Regions from separate parts of the Sus scrofa genome. Here all the other regions are linked to region 2. A link is a contact called in public HiChIP or PLAC-seq and promoter capture Hi-C data. All regions are on one chromosome and are shown on one strand. The core of a region is the stretch at or near the end of the contact, and the rest is flanking DNA. Distances in the headings are between cores, read along the strand shown. Region 1 holds the start of SGSM3 (small G protein signaling modulator 3). Region 2 holds the start of MKL1 (MKL/myocardin-like protein 1). Region 3 holds the start of ADSL (adenylosuccinate lyase).

Region 1 (3,016 bases), core at 102-2,601, 270 kb before region 2:
TTAACCCACTGTACTGGGCTGGAGATGGAACCTATATCTGGCACTACAGAGACACCGCCGATCCCACTGCACCACAGTGGGAACTCCTAAAATTCTAATGATAAAATTCACCCTGTTGGAGTTCCCGTCATGGCTCAGTGGTTAACAAATATGACTAGGAACCATGAGGTTGCAGGTTTGATCCCTGGCCTCGCTCAGTGGGTTAAGGATCCAGCGTTGTGGTGAGCTGTGGTGTAGGTCGCAGATGTGGCTCAGTTCCCGCATTGCTGTGGCTCTGACATAGGCCGTTGGCTACAGCTCTGATTCGACCCCTAGCCTGGGAACCTCCATATGCTGTGGGTGCAGCCCTAGAAAAGACAAAAAAGGAAAAAAAAATCACCCTGCTTTTGCCACAGAGTTATGAATAACATGAAAGTGTTTTGTAAAGTGAGCATAATACAATGAGGTCAAGGTTAAGAATGCCTTGTGTTTTGTAGGCTTTACCTATGGTTCCCATTAATTCACTGCATCATAACCACGTTGGAACACATTAGGAACATGAGCTTAGGTTATAAGCAGCTCCAAAACTAAATGTAGTGTGTCTTTTCAGAGTAGTGTGAAAGTTCTAGAAGAATATTCCGGTAATCCTAGTGTAGTTTTCGGTGATCTTTCAAAACTTTTTAAAACTAGAGCCTGATGTCGACTGGGATCTGAATATAAAATGGTGATGGGTCCCACCACCTTCGCAGGATGTTCATTCTTACTGTAACATTTTCTCACAGCATCTACTTCTCGCAACAAGCCTAAATTCACATTCTCATTTTAAGGGCGAGCTAGATGTTCGCTGGTTTGATTGATTGAATTGCAGGCCTCTGACTACACCCACTCACTGCATTATGCCCGAAGAGTGAATTTCTTCGGTATGACCTCAACCAATTTGTCCTAATTTGTGGCTCCTTCCAAAGCTTGTGAGTTGTCTAAGAGCGGATCAGGCTGGTCTAGGACTAGTTTGTACACCGGTAAAGAAGGCACTTAAATATTTAGCAAATTAATGTCAAGTAAACCCATCCTTCCTGGAGCCCTGCTGTGTCTTTTCCCCACCATGACCACTGGTCCACCCCATATTCCCCAACTCCTCGGGGTGCAGTGCAGACGAGAGGCCAAGTGGGCATCACTCGGCCGAAACTGGGCTTCGAAAGTCGCCTGTTACTCCCTGCCCCTCACTCACTGGTGGACCCGGGCTCAGCTTCGGAAAGAAGCTGGTGTGCTGGGTTCAGAGGCGCGCAAACCCCCGCCGCCTCCGGCCCGCGGACCCGAAAGACCACAGCCCCCGGCATGCCCCGCGGCTGCTCCGCTCCGCCCGGCCCCGCGCGCGTGCGCGATGGGGCCACCGAGCGCTGACAGGGGCGGAGCTGCGAACCCAAGCAGGGTTGGCACCTTCGTGGCGGCGACGCGCGGCGGCGCGGCAGCTGGACATCCCCCGCGGGCAGGTGAGTGCGGAGCGAGAGGTTGGCCGAGACGCGCTGGGTTTGCGGGCCCGGCGCCCACACGTGCCCCTCCGGTGGGGACGCAGCGGGCTGCGGACAGACCGGCTGACCCACGGACTGGCGGACGCCTGACGCGCCGAGGGGCCCGAGGAGCAGGGAGGCACCGCCGCCGGCCGACAGGGCCTTGCTCGTGCTGCGCAGGGGGTGGGGGTCCGGGCCAGCGGCGGCCAGGCGCGGGCTCCCGAGGTCCCCTGTGGGGGACAGGCGGCGGGGCGCAGGCGGCGCTCGGACCCGGTGCCCCCTCATCCCGCTCGGGCGGGGGTGGCCTCCGAGGGCGAGACCCTCAGCTGGCCGGGCGGGAGGTGGGGACCCCCGGCTCCCGAGCATAAGTGTCCCGGGGGCTCGAGCCCCCATATGTCCCGCTCCCGCAGCTGGGAGCAGTTTAGAGACACCGCATCTGAAGCCGGGGACCCTTTTGTTTTGTTTTTTGTTTTTTTAAAGGACATCTGCCTAATACTAACAGCAGCAAAGTCTTCCTCAGGTTTGACTAACTTTACGTTGGAGATTCGGGTCTGGGGTCGAAACACAGGCTCAGCTTCAGGCCAGACTCGGAACACGCTGTAGAACATTGAGGAAATTGAGGCCAGTGTGCTTATGATTGGAATTTTGAACGTTACTCTCATACATAGTTTAATGATCTAAGATGTTTTGCATTTTGAGGCGGGTCGGGGGGAGATGATTTAAAGTTTCTTTTCAGGGATGAGTGGCTGTATCGCATCGAGTTTTCCAGTCTTGGGCTGCATTTTTGATCTGTGGTGGTTGACTGGCTGTTTTGTGTTTGCTTTTTGGTGAGACATTTAGGGGTGTCTAGAATATTCTTTACCTTTCTTTAATTATACTTTCTTGGTAAATTCAAGTTCCTAATGAGACTCTGTTTCACAAAAACTGAGTTTTCAACCTCATGTTTATTTGTAGCTTTTGTGATTGTGATTAGGTTTGTGGATACACATGTATTTCCTTCTAATTTTCCTCATCTCTTTTCCTTATCTTCCAGTTCTCTCTGAACTCTAAACAACAGAGTTATAGCTTGTTTTACATGTTTGTTTCTGTTCTCCATAATTAGTTGGTAATTGATTCTAATAAAAGCTGACATCTTTCCTGTCTTTTGATAATAATCCCAGTTGCCTGTAGCCTTATCATCATTAACTGTTACACTAGCCAGGGTTGAGCCCTCTTCTCTATCCCATTTTAAGGATGGAGGTGTGTGATCTGGGAGAAAGGGCTGGGTGTGAGCTGTTTCTCTTGACCTCATATAGGTAACAGGTGAACACAGCCCATGAGCATTCACTTTAAAAGGCTGGGAACGAAAATTGTTTAAATACTACTCTTGTGAATTTGGCAACTTGTTGGGTTGTCAGAAAAGTTGGTGAGGTAGAGAAGTACCTCACAGAAGTGAACCTAACGTCAGGGGGAAATACTGAGAAAGGAAGTCGGGAATCATCACTTTTATCATACTGCCATCTTCCCCTGCCCGGAGTGGAGGCTGGGAA
Region 2 (2,761 bases), core at 200-2,699:
TCCACGCAAGGGGACAGCTGGGATAGCTGTCAGTCCCTTGGAGCCCTCAGTCTCAGCAGCTGGAGGGTGGGCGCACCAGCCTGGTAGAGGGACCTGGGTGCGGGACCAGCAGGATGTTTGGTGGAGGATATTTGTCGTGCTGGATGTTTGGTGGAGGACAGAGCAGGGAGCAGAAGGGAGCTGGGGGCGAAGGACATTCTGGGGCATTTTGAAAAAGAGCTTAGGAGGCAGACAAGCAAAGAAAAATCCAAGGGGCCATTGTGTGTAGACGTTGGAGAAGCATGGGACACTTTGTAGCAATGCTAAGCCACTGAAATATGACACGGGGAGAAATAGGAGGTGGTGGAGGCAGAGGCCTGACAGGTGGGTAGAGGCCAGATCATGAAGCGTCCTGGGTACCCTAATAAAAAACTGGGGTTTAAAGCTCTTCTGAAAAAGAACTGGCTTCTCGGAGTTCATGAGGATGTGGGTTTGACTCTTGGCCTTGCTCAGTGGGTTAAGGATCTGGCGTTGCCGTGAGCCTCAGTGTAGGCTGCAGATGCAGCTCAGATCCCAAGTTGCTATGGCTGTGGTGTAGGCCAGCAGCTGTAGCTCCGATTCGACCCCTAGCCTGGGAATCTCCATATGCTGTGGGTGCGGCCCTAAAAAGCAGAAAAAAAAAAAAAAAAAAAAAAAAGAGAGCTGGGTTTTCATTCCAGCCCCACCTCAAAGCTTTCTGCAAACATTTACCCACCATCAGAGGGTGAGCCAGCCTTGTTCAGCTGGGTGAGATCAGAGCCCAGATGCTGCAGAACTGAAGTGGGTGAGAGGCAACCAGCAGGCAAATGGCCAGAGAGGGAAGGCTGGAGAGGGGCTGTCTGCAAGGGCTGAAAACACAGTGGCTGGCACCAATTTGAAAGGTAAGTCCTTTTCTCTATGTAGGCATTTCAGAAGCCGAAAGAAAGAGAGTCATCAGAAGGGGGCCCAAACCAACTATAACAGAAAAAATAAAAATCATTATTTAAAAAGAAAAAAAAAAAAAAAAAAAAGGGAGTGCCATGGAGAGGAATGAACTCAGAATTTGGAATCAGAAGAGCAGAAGGCCTAGGCGTGGGGTGCAGCACCGCCAGCTGGACGGCCCTGAGAGTCACCCAACTCTAGGAACCTCCGTATCTACATCTGCGCTGTGGATCTTATCTGTTCCACGGGGTCAGCTAAGAAAAGGCATGTGTGTAAAAAAAGCCTGTGCAAATGTTAGTTACTCTCATTTTGCCAGCACCCCCACCTCCCCGCCCCAACACATACAAAAAAAGCCTGCAGCAAGGAGAATCCCAAGGCAGGCTCATTTTACTCTGGTTACCATTTGGCACAGAGCAGGTCGGGGACTTACTGGATGACACAGCAAGTCAGCAGCAGAGCCAAGCTGTAAATCCACCCAAGTACTGAGTCCAACATTGTCAGCAGAATCAGCTGAAGCCCAACTTGACACCACAGTTCAGATGTCGAAGGTGTTCCTAGGAAGTCCCTTTCAGCAAAGAGTGTTCAAAGTTGTTCCCAAAGGGCAGTCCTAATATCCTCCAAATGTGGGCAAGCTGTAGCTGGACGAGGCTCCCAGGAGGCTGGGCGAGGAGGGAGAGACTAGATACTTGCCCTGAAAACGGAGAAGAGACTGTGCCTTCCTCAAGGCTTCCTGTGGTTACAGCCCTCCCACCCTCACCCGCTTTTTCAAAACAGATTTATTGAGATGTAATTCATATACCATAAAACACATCTTTTGAAAGGTATGATTCAATGGTTTTTCGTATATTCACGGAGTGGTGCAACCATCACCACAGTAAATTTTAGAACATTTTCATCACCCCATGGAAGAACTCCTAGTCATCAGCAGTCATTTCCTTCCCCCACCCCACCTTTCGCCCAGCCCTAGGCATTCACTAACCTACTTTATAGCTCCAAAGATTTGCCTACATGGGGCATCTCATAAAGATAGAATCATAAGCCATATAGTCTTTGTGATCGGCTTCTTTCACTTAGTGTAGCGATTTCAAGGTTCAATCATGTTGTAGCAAGTATCAGTACTTCATTCTTTTTCATGGCTGAATAATATTCTATTGTGTGATTATACTACATTTTATTTTTCCATTCAGTTTATGGACCTTTGGGTTGTTTCTACTTTTTGGTTATCATGACTAATGCTGCTATGAACATTTGTGCACAGGTTTTGGATTTTTTTTGCCACACTCATGGCATGCAAAAGCTCCCAGGCCAGGGATTGAACCTGTGCCACAGCAGTGACCTGAGCCACAGCAGTGACAATACAAGATCCATAACCCACTAGGCCACCAGGGAACTCCTGTGTACAGGTTTTTGTGTGGACATGTTTTTATTTTTGTTTTTCAAAAACAGGCCAGTTTTATTTATACACAGAACAGGGTACTTACAACCCCAGAGGTGGATATGTACATAGCGATACAGGAGGCCTGTGCGGCACGGTGGGCTCTGTATAAATTAAGATCATAAATATGAGGGGAAGCCCCACCCAATGCCTGCACAAAGCTTTTCACCAAGACTCCAGGGATCCTTCCTGCAGTGGTCTACACTGACAGGACCGTGGGCCTGGAGGGACAGCCGTCCAGCCACAGGGCGGTTGCAGGCGGGGAACAGTCCCAAGTGCAGCAACGAAAACACCACAACGTGCAGGGGGCTCCGCCCTGAACCACTCAGGCTGAGCTTCATGCAACGCTCCGGGCTTATTCCTCTCTCTCCAACGCACTAGACTCAG
Region 3 (2,954 bases), core at 19-2,518, 290 kb before region 2:
CTAATTCCTTGCTTTTGCCCTTCTATGGGAGAAGAAAAGACGCTCAGCCTGCCTGCCCATGCCTTCCTTTTGCCATCTGCAACATGGGGATCATAAAAATGGCTAGCATTTACTTAGTGCTCTGCTTTGGAGAGGAGTGTATGTATCATTTCATTAAAAAAATAACTGAGCAACTCAGGATCCTCACATGGATTAAACAAGATCACTTGCGGAGCTGCCGCTGTAGCACGCTGGATTAAGGTACAGCGTTGCGGCAGTGCCGCTGGGATTCCATCTCTGGCCTGGGAACTTCCGCATGCCTGGCAGGTGTGGCAAACAAACAAAAGAACAAGATCACTTGTGTAAAGCACTCAGGACAGTGACATACCTAGTGAGATCTCCATAAACCTTAGCGGGGTTTTATCATTGCCCAACCAGAAAGAAGAGTAGGACTGTCAGGGAACATTTTCTGGACTGGACCTTGAGGAAGAGGTAGTGACAGAGGTGTTCCAGGACGGAGGAGGCGGGGTTGGGATGCCCTCACCAAGCGTTAGGTGGGACCCCACACGATGTGTGCTGGGACCTTTGCAGCACGATGGCTTGGAGTGCAGGATCTGAAGTCGGGAGGCTTCACTTAGTTGGGTGGCCCTCAGCAAGTCATCAACGTCTGAGGCTCAGTTTCAGCGCTTACTGAAATCCGCTTTTACCGCTGTTTCGTCCAAGGGGCTCACTTGGAACTCAATAAATGCCGATTTCTTTCGGGCATCTTCATTCCTCAGAACTGCGCGCGGCGCCTGGCAAACGCGGGGGAAGGGTAGGCGGCAATAATAAACAATAGCAAACACACAGAGGGCTTTCTAAGTGTCCCAGACATAGATACCGATACCCAATCCTCTCAGCAATCTTTTTTTTTCCCCCCTGTCTTTTTAGGGCCGCGTCTGCGGCATATGGAAGTTCCCGGGTAGGGGTCGAATCTGAGCTGCCAGACAAGACCACAGCCACAGCAACACTCAGCAATTTAAAGGCGAGTCTTTTCAGATGGAAAAGCTGAGACGCAGAACTGCGAAATAACTTATGAAGCGCTAATCACTGTTCCTTGTAAACGAAGAAAAAAATCCTTAACCCTCAGCCGCGGGCTCAGCGGCTCGCGGAAACCCTCCACAACCTTGAGGGCTGCGGCCACCCGGAGCCCCGGGACCTGGACCAAGTGGAGGAAGCCCCGCCCCCCAAGCAGGGAAGTCCCGCCTCTGACTTCCGCTTCCGCTGTGGCTGGTCCTGTCCCTTCTAGCAGGGTCGTGTGTTCGGGATGGCGGCGGGAGGTGACCATGGCGGGCACGACAGCTACCGCTCGCCGCTTGCCTCCCGCTATGCCAGCCCGGAGATGTGCTTCGTGTTTAGCGACAGGTACAAATTCCGGACCTGGCGGCAACTCTGGCTGTGGCTGGCGGAGGCTGAGCAGGTAACGCGCCCGGTGCTGAGAGGCGGGCCCGCCCCTGCGCGTGCCGGGCTCTGCGCCCGGTGTGGGCTGAGCAGCCTGAGACAGCTGCCCCGCTGTTTTCCGCCGGGTGTTCTCTTTCCAGAGGAGCTGCGGCCCCGGGAAGGCCAGGGCGAAAGGCCCTCGCGCCGCACCTGTACGTGTTTATAATCGTCAAGGGTTGGAGACGCACAGGGGGCGGCGAGAAGTTCAGTTTTCTGTTTCAGGGAGTAAATCGTGGCCATTCCCGCGGGAGTACACTCCTGAGCGCTTGTTACGGGCCCCTGTGCTCATTTGTGTACACGTCTTTTCCCTGTTAACGAATAAAGACTTTGCAAACTAGGTGGTGTTTTCCCACATATAGGAGAGAAGACCAAGCCTCTATGATAATCCAGCTCATAATTTGCTCCTTAACAGCAATAGAGAAACCCAAATGTGATCCTGTGTTCCGTGCGAAACCTGAGCGCTTGGCCACTTCGTCTTCCACAATGCCTCAGTGTGGACGGAGACCAGGATCAGCTACAGAATCCATGTTTCCTAGGCCACCATTAACGCTTCACTCGCTGCCCTTTGCCCCTGGGGAGGAAAAATCGGAGGAGGGGTTATTAGACGAGATTTAATATTTGGTTTCTCTTAAAAGTGCTGCTCAGTAGACTTACTCAGCCCAACAGTTTCAAAAATAGCTCCAGACGGGCCTGCCCAAAGGAGCTGAAGGAATGAGAAGGTGATCCAAGAGCTATAAGGTTTCAGAGGAAAATGCTAGGACGAGCAAGATGGCAGTACCCTACCAGACAACAGTTAGTAAACCAGAAGCAATCTGAGTATATGCCTGAGACCGAGGTACTTGGTCTCCCAACAGGAAACTTTCTTCCTAGGTTTTCCCCACTTCCTGTCACTGTGCTCAAAAAAATAAAGTAGTACCTAATACTAGCAGACATTGCTACAGCATCTCCTGTGTGTGCTCCATAGTTTGAAAACCTTAACTGTTAATAGTTTCCCAATCCTCAGAACAACTGTTTATAAGAAGTACTGTTATTCCAGTTTCACTGATGATAGAATGGAGTTACAGAGAGATTTCATAAAACTCTAGGCTCAGATAAACAATAAGAGCTACAGATGAGGATGTGAACAGCGTATACTCTAGCTTCTGTTTTCTGTTCTATCCCTGTGGATGAGGGTGGTAGCACTCCACGTTTCAAGTTGGCATTGAAATATAGTCTGGGAGTTCCCGTCGTGGCACAGTGGTTAACGAATCCGACTAGGAACCATGAGGTTGCGGGTTCGGTCCCTGCCCTTGCTCAGTGGGTTAACGATCCGGCGTTGCCGTGAGCTGTGGTGTAGGTTGCAGACGAGGCTCGGATCCCGAGTTGCTGTGGCTCTGGCGTAGGCCGGTGGCTACAGCTCCGATTAGACCCCTAGCCTGGGAACCTCCATATGCCGCAGAAGCGGCCCAAAGAAATAGCAAAAAGACCAAAAAAAAAAAAGAAAAGAAATACAGTCT

What was found. Promoter capture Hi-C pulls out the DNA fragments that hold promoters and counts their contacts. HiChIP or PLAC-seq counts read pairs in DNA pulled down with a chosen protein or histone mark.
Region 1: a contact with region 2 is called in a promoter capture Hi-C map of fetal liver, with 2.7 times the contacts expected there. The contact joins the promoter of SGSM3 here to the promoter of MKL1 in region 2. A contact is called at or near these places in 3 of 5 promoter capture datasets (fetal liver, fetal skeletal muscle and liver), 1 of 47 Hi-C or Micro-C datasets (epiblast stem cells) and 1 of 2 datasets of contacts at active chromatin or transcription factors (skeletal muscle).
Region 3: a contact with region 2 is called in an H3K27ac HiChIP or PLAC-seq map of skeletal muscle, with 6 times the contacts expected there. The contact joins the promoter of ADSL here to the promoter of MKL1 in region 2. A contact is called at or near these places in 3 of 47 Hi-C or Micro-C datasets (embryonic fibroblasts, retroperitoneal adipose tissue and skeletal muscle) and 2 of 2 datasets of contacts at active chromatin or transcription factors (alveolar macrophages and skeletal muscle).

Annotation. Positions count from the first base shown.
Region 1 is chr5:8,016,117-8,019,132 of Sscrofa11.1, reverse strand. SGSM3 (small G protein signaling modulator 3) reads left to right here and starts at 1,351. Exons shown (of 21, transcript XR_002344287.1): 1 at 1,351-1,469.
Region 2 is chr5:7,750,038-7,752,798 of Sscrofa11.1, reverse strand. MKL1 (MKL/myocardin-like protein 1) reads right to left here and starts at 1,449. Exons shown (of 16, transcript XM_021092835.1): 1 at 1,370-1,449. The coding sequence starts at 1,434. It also overlaps a transcript of MCHR1 not described here.
Region 3 is chr5:8,043,794-8,046,747 of Sscrofa11.1, reverse strand. ADSL (adenylosuccinate lyase) reads left to right here and starts at 1,268. Exons shown (of 13, transcript NM_001130733.1): 1 at 1,268-1,438. The coding sequence starts at 1,286. LOC106507467 (a long non-coding RNA gene) reads right to left here and starts at 1,205. Exons shown (of 2, transcript XR_001303476.2): 1 at 368-1,205.